Regions from separate parts of the Mus musculus genome. Here region 2 is linked to region 1. The links are chromatin contacts, called in public promoter capture Hi-C maps. All regions are on one chromosome and are shown on one strand. Each heading gives the region's core, a stretch centred on a gene start, on an enhancer-like site or on the middle of the called end of the contact. The rest is flanking DNA. Distances are from core to core; before and after follow the strand shown. Region 1 holds the start of Trpv4 (transient receptor potential cation channel, subfamily V, member 4). Region 2 holds the start of Oasl2 (2'-5' oligoadenylate synthetase-like 2).

Region 1 (6,989 bases), core at 1,398-3,897:
CGGATTCGCTTATAACAACTACTCAGTCCATTCTCACACCTACTAACTGGTGGTGATGCAGCCCAGGCTTGACTAAGGCAGACTGAGTCTGTACTCAAGAGTTCACTGCTCCAGCCACGGAGCCCAGGACTACAAGAATCTCCAGAGATCAGAATTAATCTTTAACAGGTGCTCGCAGTCAGCGATGTGGAACATTCTAGAGGCCCTGTGGCATGAAACAAATGTTCTCTCAGATCCCCAGATCCTGTTATAGATAGGAACCCATCTCCCAGGTCCTGGTTGGAGAAAGAATGGACTGGTTCTCCCCCCAACCCCCTGCAGTCAAACAGGAAGAAACTGAGGCAGAGCGAGGCTCACCAGCCCCCTTCTCTAGGTATACAAACACACTAAGACCCTCTTGAAAGCATTTGCTCAAGGATTGGGGTGTAGCTCAGTGAGGCCCTGGATTTCTGGACACTACCGGGTCCCCCCCAGCCTGGGGACCCCTGAGCTCCCTGAGTCATTCCCTGCGATTGTGTCCGCTCTACAGCTAAAAGGATCTTGCTATACCACACAAACAATGGTGGCATCTCCCCCTTCCCACCCACCCCCCAACTTTCAGAGCTTCTAAGTTGGCCTTGGCCTGGCTCACACAACTCTGGACAAACGGAAGTGTCTCTGCTCCCCACACCCTACATCCCCCAGCGCAGAACTGGCGAGACGTGTCTCAGCTAGTGCAGGTCCCTCCTAATGCCCTCTCCCCCAGTCCTGTTTTTATTCTTCAAGGTGCAGCCCAGTCACCACCTTGATCAAAGGCACCCTGATGCCTTCTGGATCTGTCTTCCTCCCTCAGGCATGAGACAGTGCTGCCCACCAGGAGCTGCAGCTGTGGAAGGGACGAGAATGGGGCATATGAGCTCGGGTCACACCCCTCACACGATAACTAGGCCAATCTCAATCTAAGGGGCCAGCATCCTGTGGTACCGAGCTTCCAAGAAGCCCCTACTGGGGACAGGGAAGCAGGTGAGGGCCAGAAGAGGAGGAGGCCTTCCTTCTTGGACATACGGCATCTGGATTTCCTCGAAAGTCCAGGCACCTTCTCGGGGCTCAGAGGAATCCTCCACCCAGGCACACCTCAGACTCCAGTGGATCTCACACAAATGTCCTCTGATGCCACCATCCCTTCTGGCTTCAAAGAGAGTCTGAGCAAAGCCAAGAAGGATGTTTGCCAATTGTGGGGAGCCCCTGCTCCCAGAGATGTCCGAAAAAATCAAGAAGGAGGGGGGAGGTCTCCCTTGGTCTTCTCTACAGCAGACAGGAGGAAGGCATTAAAACGGCCTTTTCGCCAGGCAGTGGTGGTGCATGCCTTTAATCCCAGCACTTGGGAGGCAGAGGCGGGTAGATTTCTGAGTTTGAGGCCACACTGGTCTACAAAGTGAGTTCCAGGACAGCCAGGACTGCACAGAGAAACCCTGTCTCGAAAAAAACCAATAAATAAATACATACATAAATAAATGCATAAATAAATAAAATAAAATGGCCCTTTCCTATTCTCTGTCAAGACAGTGTGGAAATGGAATGGCCAGCTCAAACTGCTGCGGCAAACCCCTCCAGGGCTCCCTCAACAGCCCCAGAATGTGTTCCCATAACAATATTAAAGAAGTACTGCGGTTCAGGCAGCTAGGGGACTAGACCAAGGTCACACCGCAGAGGAGGGCAGAGCATGCCCAGAGTCCACCCAGACTGTGCTCCTAACATAGTGATGACTGACAGACACCTCACCTTGGGCAGCACCAGGCCTGAGCTGTCCCCACATGGCCAACAGCCAAGGCATTCGGGCTCAGCTCTGCCAGGATTTCTTACCTCGCTGAACAAAGATCACATGCGATGTGCGCTCAGAAGTACAAGGTTCGTGCCACCCCCTCCCCAGTCCGGGCTGAGGACTTCATCCCTCGGTACTTCCTAACCCGGGCTGTGGACAGGCCAGTGGGGAGGGTTTTCAAAGCAGCCAGCCAGCGCCCAGGTTTCAGCTCACTAGGCTCCATCCTTACCCCCAAGCCTGGGTTTCTTCATCTACACAGGGGACGGGGCACGGCTGGGCTGGGCCCTTCTGGAATGGAAGACAGTCCCAAGGGAGTCTGAAGTTGGATTTTTCAGTCAAATGGGGAGTTTGGAAATCTCTTCCTGTCCTAGGAGGCCACTTCGAGTCTCCAGGGTAAAACTAAGGTTAAAGTTTTGCATCCTCTCCCCGGCGGGGCCATCTCTCTGAAACTCCAAAAAGCAGCCCTGGAAGCTGCGGGCGCGCAGTTCCCTCCCACGCGCCCATCCCTGCCACGCGCCCTACCTAAGTGGAGCTGGTCCGGGGTAGGTGGCCGCCCCTGGCCTTTGGTTTCGGGACTCGGGTCTAGGTGACCTAGATCTGCACCACACTCCCCCAATCCCAGGTCGGCGCCCAATCCACAGGTGACTTTCGTGGTGGCGTCGCCTCCCGCTATCCCGCGCGCGGCGGGGACGGCGAACCTCGAACCCCGTCATTGGGAGGGGTCGCGAGGAACTCGCGGATCCCTTCCCCGGAGCAGCCCCACTCACCTCAGGACGCGGGCGCAGCGCCGCCGCTTCCTGATCCCTCCGGCCGCGTCCTCCTCCTGCTGCGCTTCGGCCGCGCCGCCCCGCGGGGTCCCGCCCACCCGCGCCCGCCCACCCCAGGGTCCTCCCCGGCCTGCGCGCCGCCACCTGGCTCGGTGCCTCGCTCTTCCATTCATCCCTGGTTCCTGCGCCCAGGCCGTCGCCTGCCCAGCCCGGGAACCCGCTTGCCCGGCAGCTCACACCCATCAAAGGCTGGTAGAAAAAAGCCCGCGAGGCACACCGGGCACTGGAGAGGACTCCCCGCCACCCACCCACACACTACCCACCAAGCCACGGCTCTCCTTAAGTCTGAACCTCAGAGTCTCCATTCTGAACCTCCACCTATAGCCATCATCCGGAAGATGCTAGGGGCACCAGGTCTTTACAGAGCCCCTAACATCACCGTTCCTTTTCCTAGGCTGGGTGGGGGACTGCCTTGGTGAGCCTAGCGACTTCCTTGCGGTCCTTGTTCAGCCTGCCCGCAGCACAGTACTAGGGATGACCAGCCTGGGCAAACAGCAGGCCGGGGGGTGGGGTTGGGGGTGGGGTGTAGAAAGAAGGATTGAAGGGGCCTAAATAAAAACCAACATGGCGACCAACTTAAATCTTAATAGCTAACTCACTAATTAAGCTGTGTGTTTGGAGCGGGGTGGCATTGGCAAGTAAACCTCTTTTAACTGAGCCTGAGGTGAGCTGGGCCCACTTACAGTTGGGAAACAGGCCTGGATAGGAGGGTGGGCCTCCGCAAGCCACTGCCTTGGGGTGGGGAAAGAACATCGCTATTTGGGTGGCCGTGGTCTCCAGCAGAGTGAGCTGGCAGCTGTCTGGCAGCCGTGAGGGGGTGTGCGCGATGCCCCCTTACCTCCCCGACAGGAAGCCTGAAGCTCAGGCCTTTCACACCTGAAGTTGGGGCTGAACGGAGGCTGAGGCATCCATCAAAGAGGCTGACTTGTTCTTCAGGGTGGGGAGGAAAGAACCCTCAGCACTTAGTTGCCTTGCTCACCCAGTCCCATCTCACAGACTGGGAAACTGAGGCTCCCATGCAAAAGAGACTGTGGCTCGGCCTAGGAGGCTGGTGATTGACAGCTACAAGGACACCCGGATAAAAATTCTGCCCTGCCACAGATTAGGTAATGCCCCTACGTGGATGCTTGGGGTTCTTCAAGAGGACCCTGAATCTAGTCAACAGGGCCAACACCTGGGCTTAGCAGATGCTTTTACAAGCTTGGGTTGAGGGCCCTGGCCTGGGAGATGGCTCAGTTTGGTAAAGTGCCTGCCGGGTAAACTCGAGGCCTTGAGTTCAGCCACCAGAATCCAGATTTTAAAAAATCCCCAATGTGGTTCCACACATTCACGATCTCAGTGCTAAGAAAGTAGGGGCAGGCAGATCCCGGGGGCTCAGAGACCCTGCCAAAACACAGCGTGGATGACCCTGAGAAACTCCTAAGGTCGACCCTCTGGCTTCCTTCCGCATCCCACACACCAAGAGCTGGTTGAACAAGGTATGCCATCCTGACACTGGGATGGCTGAGGCCAACCTGGGCTACACAGCAAGAGTCTGATGGATAGAGCCTGGGTTAGTAGAACCCAGACCTGTGAAGTTCTTGTTCACTGGGTAGAGTTTTAGCTTCACAAGAGGCAGAAAATAGAGGTGTTGGATGGTATGGTGGCTGCATAATCTGAATGTCCTCAATGTCACTGATCTGTGTCCTTAGAAGCAAGACAGGCTGGGATAGAGGGCTTGCCTAGTGTGTGGGAGTCTTTGTGTTCTGTCCCCAGCAAGACAGGCATAGGCACAGACACGCACACAGAGTGAGACACACACAGATGTACAACCACACACACACACACACACACACAGAGATGGTCTCTCTCATGTGCATGCATACTACATTCAAAGTGGTGATCTTGAGGCTGGAGAGATGGCTCAGCAGTTAAGAGCACTGGCTGTTCTTCCAGAGGTCCCGAGTTCAATTCCCAGCAGCCACGTGGTGGCTCACAACCATCCGTAATGGGATCTAATGCCCTCTCTTGACATGCAGGTGCATGGAGATACAGCACTCATATACATAATCAATCATTTTTTTAAACTGTGACCTTGGCAAACACTGGGTAGACTTACACATGGGAAGTGGAAACTCAGGAGGACAGGGTTCGTTTGTAGCATCAGGATCTTCCCAGGCAGGAGGGGGAGCAGGGAGAACAGTGTAGTGAGGTACCCAGCAAACACAAGCTAGGGACACTGAATACCTCAGGACCCCTGTTGGACTGGTGATCCTCCTGCCTCTACCTTGAAAGACAAGAGGCTGTTGATAGCAAGCAGGGATACTTTTTGCTGGGAGGGAAGAAACATTAGTGTCAGGGAGTCCCATAGAGCCTTAGGGGCAGGTGTCAGTCCTGAATCCCACACAGCTCCAGGGTGGGATGGATCACTCCTCCTCTGGGGGCTCCTGGATGGCAGCGGAGGTCTTGTGTCCTGTGCTTATGGGGTGCCCCCTGTATGCCAGGCCCAGTGTCGTGTGCTATAGAGATCCAAGAGCTGTGGAGCTTAGCACCAGGTTACAGAACAAGATAATTAGACCTCATGTGACAGTTGTCACAGCAAAGATCTGATTTATCACCAGCCCTAGACACCTCCTGCCAGTCTAGAAGGGAAAAAGCCGGCAGGCCACTTGTAGAGGATGCTATCACTGGAAGGATTTAAACTCAAGTTGCAGACCCTCGGGCTGGACACAGACAACAGGAACACGGTCTCTACAGAGAGGGCTACAGAGCGAGGCTTTGAACATCCACATCATGTGGAAAACCAGCAGCCAGTTCCTCAAATGTTAAGTACACAGTGACACATGATTCAGCAATTTCATTTCCAAGGGACACAGCTGAAGGAACCGAAAGCTCGTGTCTGGTAAAAAAAAAAAAAAAAAAAAAAAACACTAGAGAGTGTTCAGAGCAGTGGCATTGGAAACAGCTTAAAAGTAACCCAGATGTTACTTACACAGATCAATCAGGTGTTTGCATCTGTTCAAGGGAGTAGTAGTCTCAATGGAAAGGGGACACGTCACCAATTCATCCTTCCATAAAGCTGAACCTCAAAAAAGTGAAGATGCCCCCCCCCCGCCCCCGCCCCACTCAGGAGGTGTCATGTAACAGTTTTCTCTGAGATTGAAACATTCCATGCTGCAGGGAAGCTCCCTAGGCAGGAAGGTAAACAACTCAAATAGCTTCAGGAAGTTCTTGAAGCTGAAAAGATTCACTAGGCTCCTCCCTGCCAGAGAAAGCCTAATCAGTCAAGCTGCAAAGAAGACGCAGAGTAACTGTACTGTACTGCAAAGAAGAATGAGAGCTGACCTGCTGTCAGGCAGAAGCAGAAACCACCGGAGATGCCAGCAGGTTATGCAGTGCCATCCCAGTTCTGTGAGCTGTCACCCATGCTGGGGATGGGCTTTGGTGAGGCAGCTGTCTTTGAGACATTTTTGCTCCTGTAAGTAACTCCGATAGGGGCTGGAGAGATGGCTCAGCGGTTAAGAGCACTGACTGCTCTTCCACAGGTCCCGAGTTCAATTCCCAGCAACCACATGGTGGTTCACAACCACTTGTAATGAGATCTGACTCCCTCTTCTGGTGTGTCTGAAAACAGCTATAATGTATTCACATACATAAAATAAGTAAATAAATCTTAAAAAAAAAAAGTAGCTCTGATATCCGATAAAACTCATTGGTTCACCAAGCTGGACTTTGGTGGGTTGTGGGATCCTTGTCTGAGATGAGAGTCAAAAGTTTTGTCATACAATAGTGGGCAAAGGCGCTGACAACCTGAGCCCAATCCAGAGGAGCCACACAGTAGGAGAGAACCAATTCCTGCAAGTTGTCTTCTTGATCCCCACATGTATGCTGGCATGTGTGAGAACACAAAAATAAGTAAATGTAATTTTTTTTAAGTGAAAAAGCCAGACCTGAAAGGCCATATGTTGTATGGCTGAATGTTCGGGAAGTGACGGACTCAGTAGAGACTGAAGTAGCTGTGGTCTTAGAGCCGGAGGGAAGGCAAGAAATGGAGTCACCGTGGTTGACTGGGGATTGGGACTTATTTTTAGAGCAACACATGCTGTAGAGTTGACTATGAGGTATCCTCGTAGGTATGAATATACAGAAGATGGCTGGACCACTTGACTCATGTAGGAAGCAACTGTGTCCTAGGTCATCAGGAAGAGATTAGAAGGCAAAGCTGCTCTCTGATGTCAAGCAGTTCCTGGTGTGGCTCTATCATCCTTTGAAGCTGTGTGGCCCTGGGCAGTGGCGAGCCTGCCTCACCCAGCCTGCCTTCCTTCTGTATAATGGGACGGTAACCTCTCTACCTGGTGGATGTGGTGGTGGTGGGGTGAATC
Region 2 (6,989 bases), core at 2,176-4,675, 240 kb after region 1:
GGACCTCAGCCCAAAAAGCTAAACTTGTGGCTTTAATACAAGCTCTATATATACAGACCAAGAGAGCTGTTGACATCTGCAGAGAAAGACCTAAGATGCTGTGGCTAAAAGAAATCAGATGGCAAATCTAACCGCCCAGGCATCCTAAAGAGCAATGATCCTGACAGTCTGAAGACTATCAAGTTATAGACAAATTAAGACTGGTAAAAGAAACCCTGTATAAAATAGTAAAAACTGAAAAAAGAAAAACTAGTCCTCTCATGAGAAGACAGACCTGACATCTACTGAAAAATAGACTTTACTGAAAAAATATGTGTATGAATACCTTCTGGTTTTTGTGAACGTTCTCAAGATAGATAAAAGCTTTTCCTTGTAAAAAACTGAGACTACTCAGATAGTCATCAAGAAGATTATTAAAAATTTTCCAAGGTTCGGAGTGCCAAAAGCAATACTGTCAGATAATGGTCCTGCCTTTGTTGCCCAGGTAAGTCAGGGTGTGGCCAAGTATTTAGAGGTCAAATGAAAATTCCATTGTGTGTACAGACCTCAGAGCTCAGGAAAGATAAAAAAGAATAAATAAAACTCTAAAGAGACCTTGACAAAATTAATCCTAGAGACTGGCACAGACTTACTTGGTGCCCCTTCCCCTTGCCCTATTTAAAACTGAGAATACTCCCTCTTGATTCAGTTTTACTCTTTTTGAGATCCTTTATGGGGCTCCTGTGCCCATCACTGTCTTAAATGATGTGTTTAAACCTATGTTGTTATAATAATGATCTGTATACTAAGTTAAAAGGCTTACAGGTGGTGCAGAAAGAAGTCTGGTCACAACTGGCTACAGTGAACGAGCTGGGTACCCCAAGGACATCTTACCAGTTCCAGCCAAAGATCTGATCTACGTACCTTATTCTGTTTCTGTTCCCATGTTAAAGATAGAGTAAATGCAGTATTCTCCACATAGAGATATAGACTTCTGAAATTCTAAGATTAGAATTACTTACAAGAAGAAGTGGGGAATGAAGAATAGAAAATTACTGGCCTCTTGTGAAAACATGAATTTTTTACCTCGGAGCCCACCCCCTCCCATCTAGAGATTGTAACACTCCTAAACTTTTCACCCCAAAACTCCTCACCCTAAAGTTCGAACCCTCCCAACTAAAAACTGTTCCAAGAACATTTTTGAGATAAAGGCCTCCTGGAACAACCTCAAAATGAACCAGGTACTCCTTAGTTACGTAGGTTCCTTGATAGGACATGACTCCTTAGTTACGTAGATTCCTTTGGCAGAACTCCCTAGTGATGTAAACTTGTACTTTCCCTGCCCAGTTCTCCCCCTTTGAGTTTTACTATATAAGCCTGTAAAAAATTTTTGCTGACCGTCGAGACTCCTCTACCCTGTGCAAAGGTGTATGAATTTCGACCCCAGAGCTCTGGTCTCTGTGCTTTCATGTTGCTGCTTTATTTCGACCCCAGAGCTCTGGTCTGTGTGCTTTCATGTCGCTGCTTTATTAAATCTTGCCTTCTACATTTTATGTATGGTCTCAGTGTCTTCTTGGGTACGCGGCTGTCCCGGGACTTGAGTGTCTGAGTGAGGGTCTCCCCTCGAGGGTCTTTCAGCACCAGACATGAACATGGTGCACAGACATGCAGGCAGGCAACCTGCTCACATTTTTTTTTTTGGCTTTTCAAGACAGGGTTTCTCTGTGTAGCCCCGGCTGTCCTGGAACTCACTTTGTAGACCAGGCTGGCCTCGAACTCAGAAATCCTCCTGCCTCTGCCTCCCAAGTGCTGGGATTAAAGGCGTGCGCCACCACGCCCGGCCCTCACATTTTTAAAAGAGAAATAAACCTTTAAAAAAAATTGTAATGGAAATCAGAAAAGGGAGATGTACTCAGTGTGGCGACCTTGTTAAGGACCAAGAGATCAAGCAGACCTAGACCCCTCCCCCCAAAGGCCATCTCTGGGGTCCTGAGGTGAGATTAAAGTCTGAATAACAGACAGCATCCCCTTCAAGCTGTGGTCCCGGTTCACCATCGACCCCCTCCTTGCCTGGGCTTCGTCTTATCCTGAAGGCACTCTGACAAGATGTTAGACTTGTGTGAAATCTGTTTTTAGGAGACAAGATTTCCCTCTGGCTGCCCCCCTTTCCTCTCCCAGCATGAGATTTTTGGGGAAATTACCATTTCTTTGGGACCCATCATTTCAATTATAGTAGTCTGATGGGTTAAGAGACACAAAGTATATGTTTAGACTATCTTCAGTTTCCACCAGACTACTTACAACGTCATCTGACACCTGAGGCATGGCACCCGGGACCCACAAGCACAGGACTCCTTCCTCAATGTTTCTGGGGCTCTGTTTCAACTCAGTGACCCCTTGTTGACATGGTCTCCTTGACCCCAATGGCCATCCACCTTTACACAGGTGGACAGGAGAGTTAACACGTTACTTGGTTATTTTGTAAGCAAGCTTACTAGTAAATCCTTACTAGCATCTGTGTCAAGCAAGCACCTCAAACCTCAATCCAAGCTTCCTTCTTCTGAGAAGAGAGAATCTCAACTGAGAAAATACTTCCATAAAACTGGCCTTTAGCCGGGCAGTGGTGGCGCACACCTTTGATCCCAGCACTTGGGAGGCAGAGGCAGGCAGATTTCTAAGTTCGAGGCCAGCCTGGTCTACAGAGTGAGTTCCAGGACAGCCAGGGCTACATAGAGAAACCCTGTCTCGGGAAAAACAAAACAAAACAAAACAAAACAAAAACTGGCCTTTAGGCAAGCCTGTGAGGCATTTGCTAAATTAGTGATTGATGGGGGAGGGTCCCGCCCCCTTCCCCCCCCCCCCCCCCCCCCGTCCATTCTGGGTCATGCCAACCCTGGGGGGGCAGTCCTGGGGTGTATGAAAAAGCAGACTGAGCAAGCCATAAGGAGCAAACCAATAAGCAGCACACACTCATCCACCGCCTCTGTTCTTGAGTTCCTGCCCTGACTTCCCTGCATGGTAGGCAATCTCGAAGATGCCACAAAAAAAACCTTTCCTCCGCTGGGCGGTGGTGGCACACGCCTTTGATCCCAGCACTTGAGAGGCAGAGGCAGGTGGATTTCTGAGTTCCAGGCCAGCCTGATCTAGAGAGTGAGTTCCAGGACAGCCAGGGTTACACAGAGAAACCCTGTCTCAAAAAACAAAAACAAAACCAAACCAAAACAAACAAACAAACAAAATTCTTCCCCAGGACATGGTATTTATAGCAGAGATAGGAACCCTAACCAAGACAGGATATATAGATGTGTTTCCTGGGTAGTGTGATATGAAAGTTACTATTTGTGGTGACTGTGGCAAAAGTTGCCTTTTAGGCATGAAAAAAAAAAAAAAGCTTAGTCAGGAACCTAATCCTACACCCAAGGCTGCACCTGATAACCAGAACACGTCACTCACTGAAGATAACTAGACAGAAAACATCGTGAGACTACCTCACGCTGTCCATTGACCAGGAGCAATCCTTTGTGCCTCACATCTTTGGGACTGCGGTAGGCATCAGAGAAATGTCACCTCGATGGGCCCTGCAGCTGGAGAGTCTGACCCTGGATATGGCCTTCAGCTAAGACACCTGCACAGATGATGAGCAGCCTCGGGGAGACTAGCTGAGGTCGGTAGTTAGGAATGTGGAGTGTGGATGTTGTGACCCTCAGCATAAGCAGGAATAACCTAGCCTAACCCTATCGCTCGAGACGCCACTAGTAACGGAGACACTATGCGTGATTAAGAATGAAATAAATGCATTTGCCACTGCCAGATCACCAGGCAGATGAGATTATGTGGCCAAATCGCTGCCACTGAAACTGCTGAATCTTACTCTGTTGTGGTAAACAACATCCTGTGCTCACAACAGAGCCGGTGGGGAGACTGCATCCTTAACTCCTGTTCCCTTCTGCCTTGAAGAAGGTAAACTGGATCTCCCTGCAGTTTCACTTTCAATTCTTGTCAAAGCTTGGTTTCTGTTTCCAGTTTCTCCAAGGAGGGAGGGGCAGAGCGCTTTTCTTCTTTCCATGCAACTCTCCATCCCATTGTCTCCTCCAGAGAACGCTGCAGGAAGCTTCTCCCATCAGAGCTGAGCAGAAGCTCAGAGGATTTATCTAGAGGACAGGCTGGCCCAGCTGAAATGGACCCGTTCCCCGACCTGTATGCGACCCCTGGGGACAGTCTAGACCACTTCCTGGAACACAGCCTTCAGCCCCAGAGGGACTGGAAAGAGGAAGGGCAGGATGCCTGGGAGAGAATCGAGAGGTTCTTTCGGGAACAGTGCTTCCGTGATGAGCTGCTCCTGGACCAAGAAGTCAGGGTGATTAAGGTGGTGAAGGTAAGCACACAGGGTTCTGAGTTTAAAGCTCACCTCTGCCCTGTGGGGCTTGTGAACTTGAGAGGTGGGCCATTTCACCCCCTCTGAGTCTGTGTCCTCTTCTTAAGATGGGTTTAGTAGAAGCAGTAAATGGGATAAAGCATAGAAAATTTCTGTGCATTTAAAATTAGCCTTGCAATGCTGAAGGACAGAGGTGGTAATGATAATTTGGGATTCTGGTTCCTGAATGGACCATAGTCACCGGTTTCCATAAAATGTGTGCCTTTGCTTCCTGTCTAAGAAATAATACTTGGCCAGGCGTGTGTGGTCCTGCATGCTTTTAATCCCATCACTCAAGAGGTAGAGGCAGGCAGATTTCTGAGTTCGAGGCCAGCCTGATATAGAGTGAGTTCCAGGGCAGCCAGGGCTGCATAGAGAAACCCTGTCTGGAGAAAGGGAAGGGAAGGGAAAAAGGGAAAGGAGGAAAAGGGAAAGGGGGAAAGGATAGGAAAGAAAAAAAAAAAGACTACTACTTTACTTCTAAGTGAAGGAAACCTATTGTTCTCTAAGTTAGTAGTATTGGTCATGTTAGAAATTACCTAGCAAGACTACTTGGTAAACCATTGGGATTCTAAGGGCTGCCTGTGTAAGTAATTCTACGGCTAGCTGTTTCTCCCAGAAAAACACAAACTTACAGCCCACCCCCTCCAATCAAGACCATTTGGATCAGAGCTCTGGGTGTTGTTTATTCTGCTAAAATGAATGACAACTTAAGTGGTTTTTTTTTTTTTGTTTTTTTTGTTTTTGTTTTTCGAGACAGGGTTTCTCTGTATAGTCTTGGCTGTCCTGGAACTCACTTTGTAGACCAGGCTGGCCTCGAACTCAGAAATCCGCCTGTCTCTGCCTCCCAAGTGCTGGGATTAAAGGCATGCGCCACCACCACCCGGCATGACAACTTAAGTTAACTTGAGTAAGTCAACTTTACCTGGGAACTCTGAGCCATGGTAGCAGAGGTTAAGACGGGAGAGAAAGAGCTTTTGATGAAGAAAAATCTCAACAAACCTTCAAAACCAGAGATCAGGGAGGGTTCTTAGCCAAAAAGCTTTGAAGACAGAAATGGAAACTCCCACAGCTGCTGCAAAAGGATACATCGTATCCCATTTGTGTTCTGGTTCCTGCAAATTTCTGCCTGACCTAGGTCGATTGCTTGTAGCAGCCTCTTGGCTTCTGGGACTTGAAAGAAACAAACAACAAAAAAAGGAAGTCCAGAGCTGGGTGTGGTAGCGTTCACCTGTAACCCCAGCAGTCGGGAGGTTGAGGCAGGAGGATTACCAGTTTAAGACTGTTAAACCTGTTCTTATAGCAAGTTCCAGGCCAGCCGTGACTGCATCAGTGAGGCACTGTCGAGGGGTCAAGAGGAGGAGCTGAGGTTTAGACTCTCTCATCTTCTTTGGTTTTACCTTTTTTTTTTTTTAAACTAGCAGAAAAAGGATTTTGTTTCATTATAGCATTTTTCAAGTAGCAATTTGTTTTGGGCTAGGGATGTAGTTCTGAGGTTGGTATGTTTTGTGCCTAGAATGGTGGCTACCTGTAACTTAACTCCAGAGGCGCTCCCTTCCACCTCTCTTCTGGCTTCTGAGGATAGACACCAGGCACACCTATGGTGTATGTGTACATGCCGACAAAGCAGCCATACACATAAAGTGTTGCCCTTGTTGAGATTTCAGAACATTTGGGTCTCTCAGTTTTGGATCAGGGATGCTCAGCCCATAACGCCCACAGCACAGGTCTCTCTTAAAGGACTGTACAGAGAACTTACCATGAATGGGTCTGGCTTAACTCTCAACTTCAAAGCATCAAATCTCAGGAGAGGTAAATCTGCCATTGTCACCTTCCACAGGGAGGCTCCTCGGGAAAGGGGACAACGCTGAACCACAGATCTGACCAAGACATGATTCTGTTCTTAAGCTGCTTTTCCAGTTTCGAAGAGCAGGCGAGAAACCGGGAGGTCGTCATCAGCTTCATTAAGAAGAGGCTGATTCATTGTAGCAGAAGCCTGGCCTACAACATCATTGTCCTTACCCACAGAGAGGGCAAAAGGGCCCCTCGCTCCCTCACCCTAAAGGTTCAGTCCCGGAAGACTGATGACATTATTTGGATGGATATCCTCCCAGCTTACGATGCTTTGGGTAAATCCAGTGGAAGTTTCAGTTTAAAGAAAGAATTCTGGGGTCTTCCTCTAGCAAGATTCCTCTGGAAGATTGCTTTGTAGATAGATAGGTGGGACTGAAATCATACTGTGAAGATGGATAGACTTCCATAATAAATAAATATCCTTGCATGGGTTCCCATGTCCCAGTGTTACATGGGGAGGAAGGATTTATCATAAAGAATGAATTCCTACCCACCCTCTGGAAAACACCAGGTTAGGCAAACATTCCAAGGTCTTTAGGGTCCAACAGAACTGTATTAGACCCTTTAAAACAAGGCTCTCAAGCTGGGTGGTGATGGAGCAAGCCTTTATTCCCAGCACTTGGAAAGCAGAGGCAGGTGGATCTTTGTGAGTTTGAGACCAGCCTGGTCTACAGAGCAAGTTCCAGGACAGTCAGGGCTACACAGAGAAACCCTGTCTCAAAAAGTAAGTAAGTAAATGAAA

What was found. Capture Hi-C pulls out chosen DNA fragments and counts their contacts.
Region 2: a contact with region 1 is called in a promoter capture Hi-C map of pancreatic islet. The contact joins the promoter of Oasl2 here to the promoter of Trpv4 in region 1. A contact is called at or near these places in 6 of 39 promoter capture datasets (the HPC-7 cell line, cranial neural crest, embryonic stem cells and 2 more), 1 of 15 datasets of contacts at CTCF or cohesin (embryonic stem cells), 3 of 484 Hi-C or Micro-C datasets (cortical neurons, embryonic stem cells and stem cell-derived primordial germ cell-like cells), 3 of 115 datasets of contacts at active chromatin or transcription factors (embryonic stem cells and memory CD8 T cells) and 3 of 9 other capture datasets (embryonic stem cells, liver and pancreatic islet).

What each region holds. Positions count from the first base shown.
Region 1 is chr5:114,655,774-114,662,762 of GRCm38.p6, forward strand. Trpv4 (transient receptor potential cation channel, subfamily V, member 4) reads right to left here and starts at 2,648. Exons shown (of 16, transcript NM_022017.3): 1 at 2,569-2,648.
Region 2 is chr5:114,893,509-114,900,497 of GRCm38.p6, forward strand. It overlaps Oasl2 (2'-5' oligoadenylate synthetase-like 2), which reads left to right and starts at 3,426. Exons shown (of 6, transcript NM_011854.2): 1 at 3,426-4,354; 2 at 6,234-6,522. The coding sequence starts at 4,157.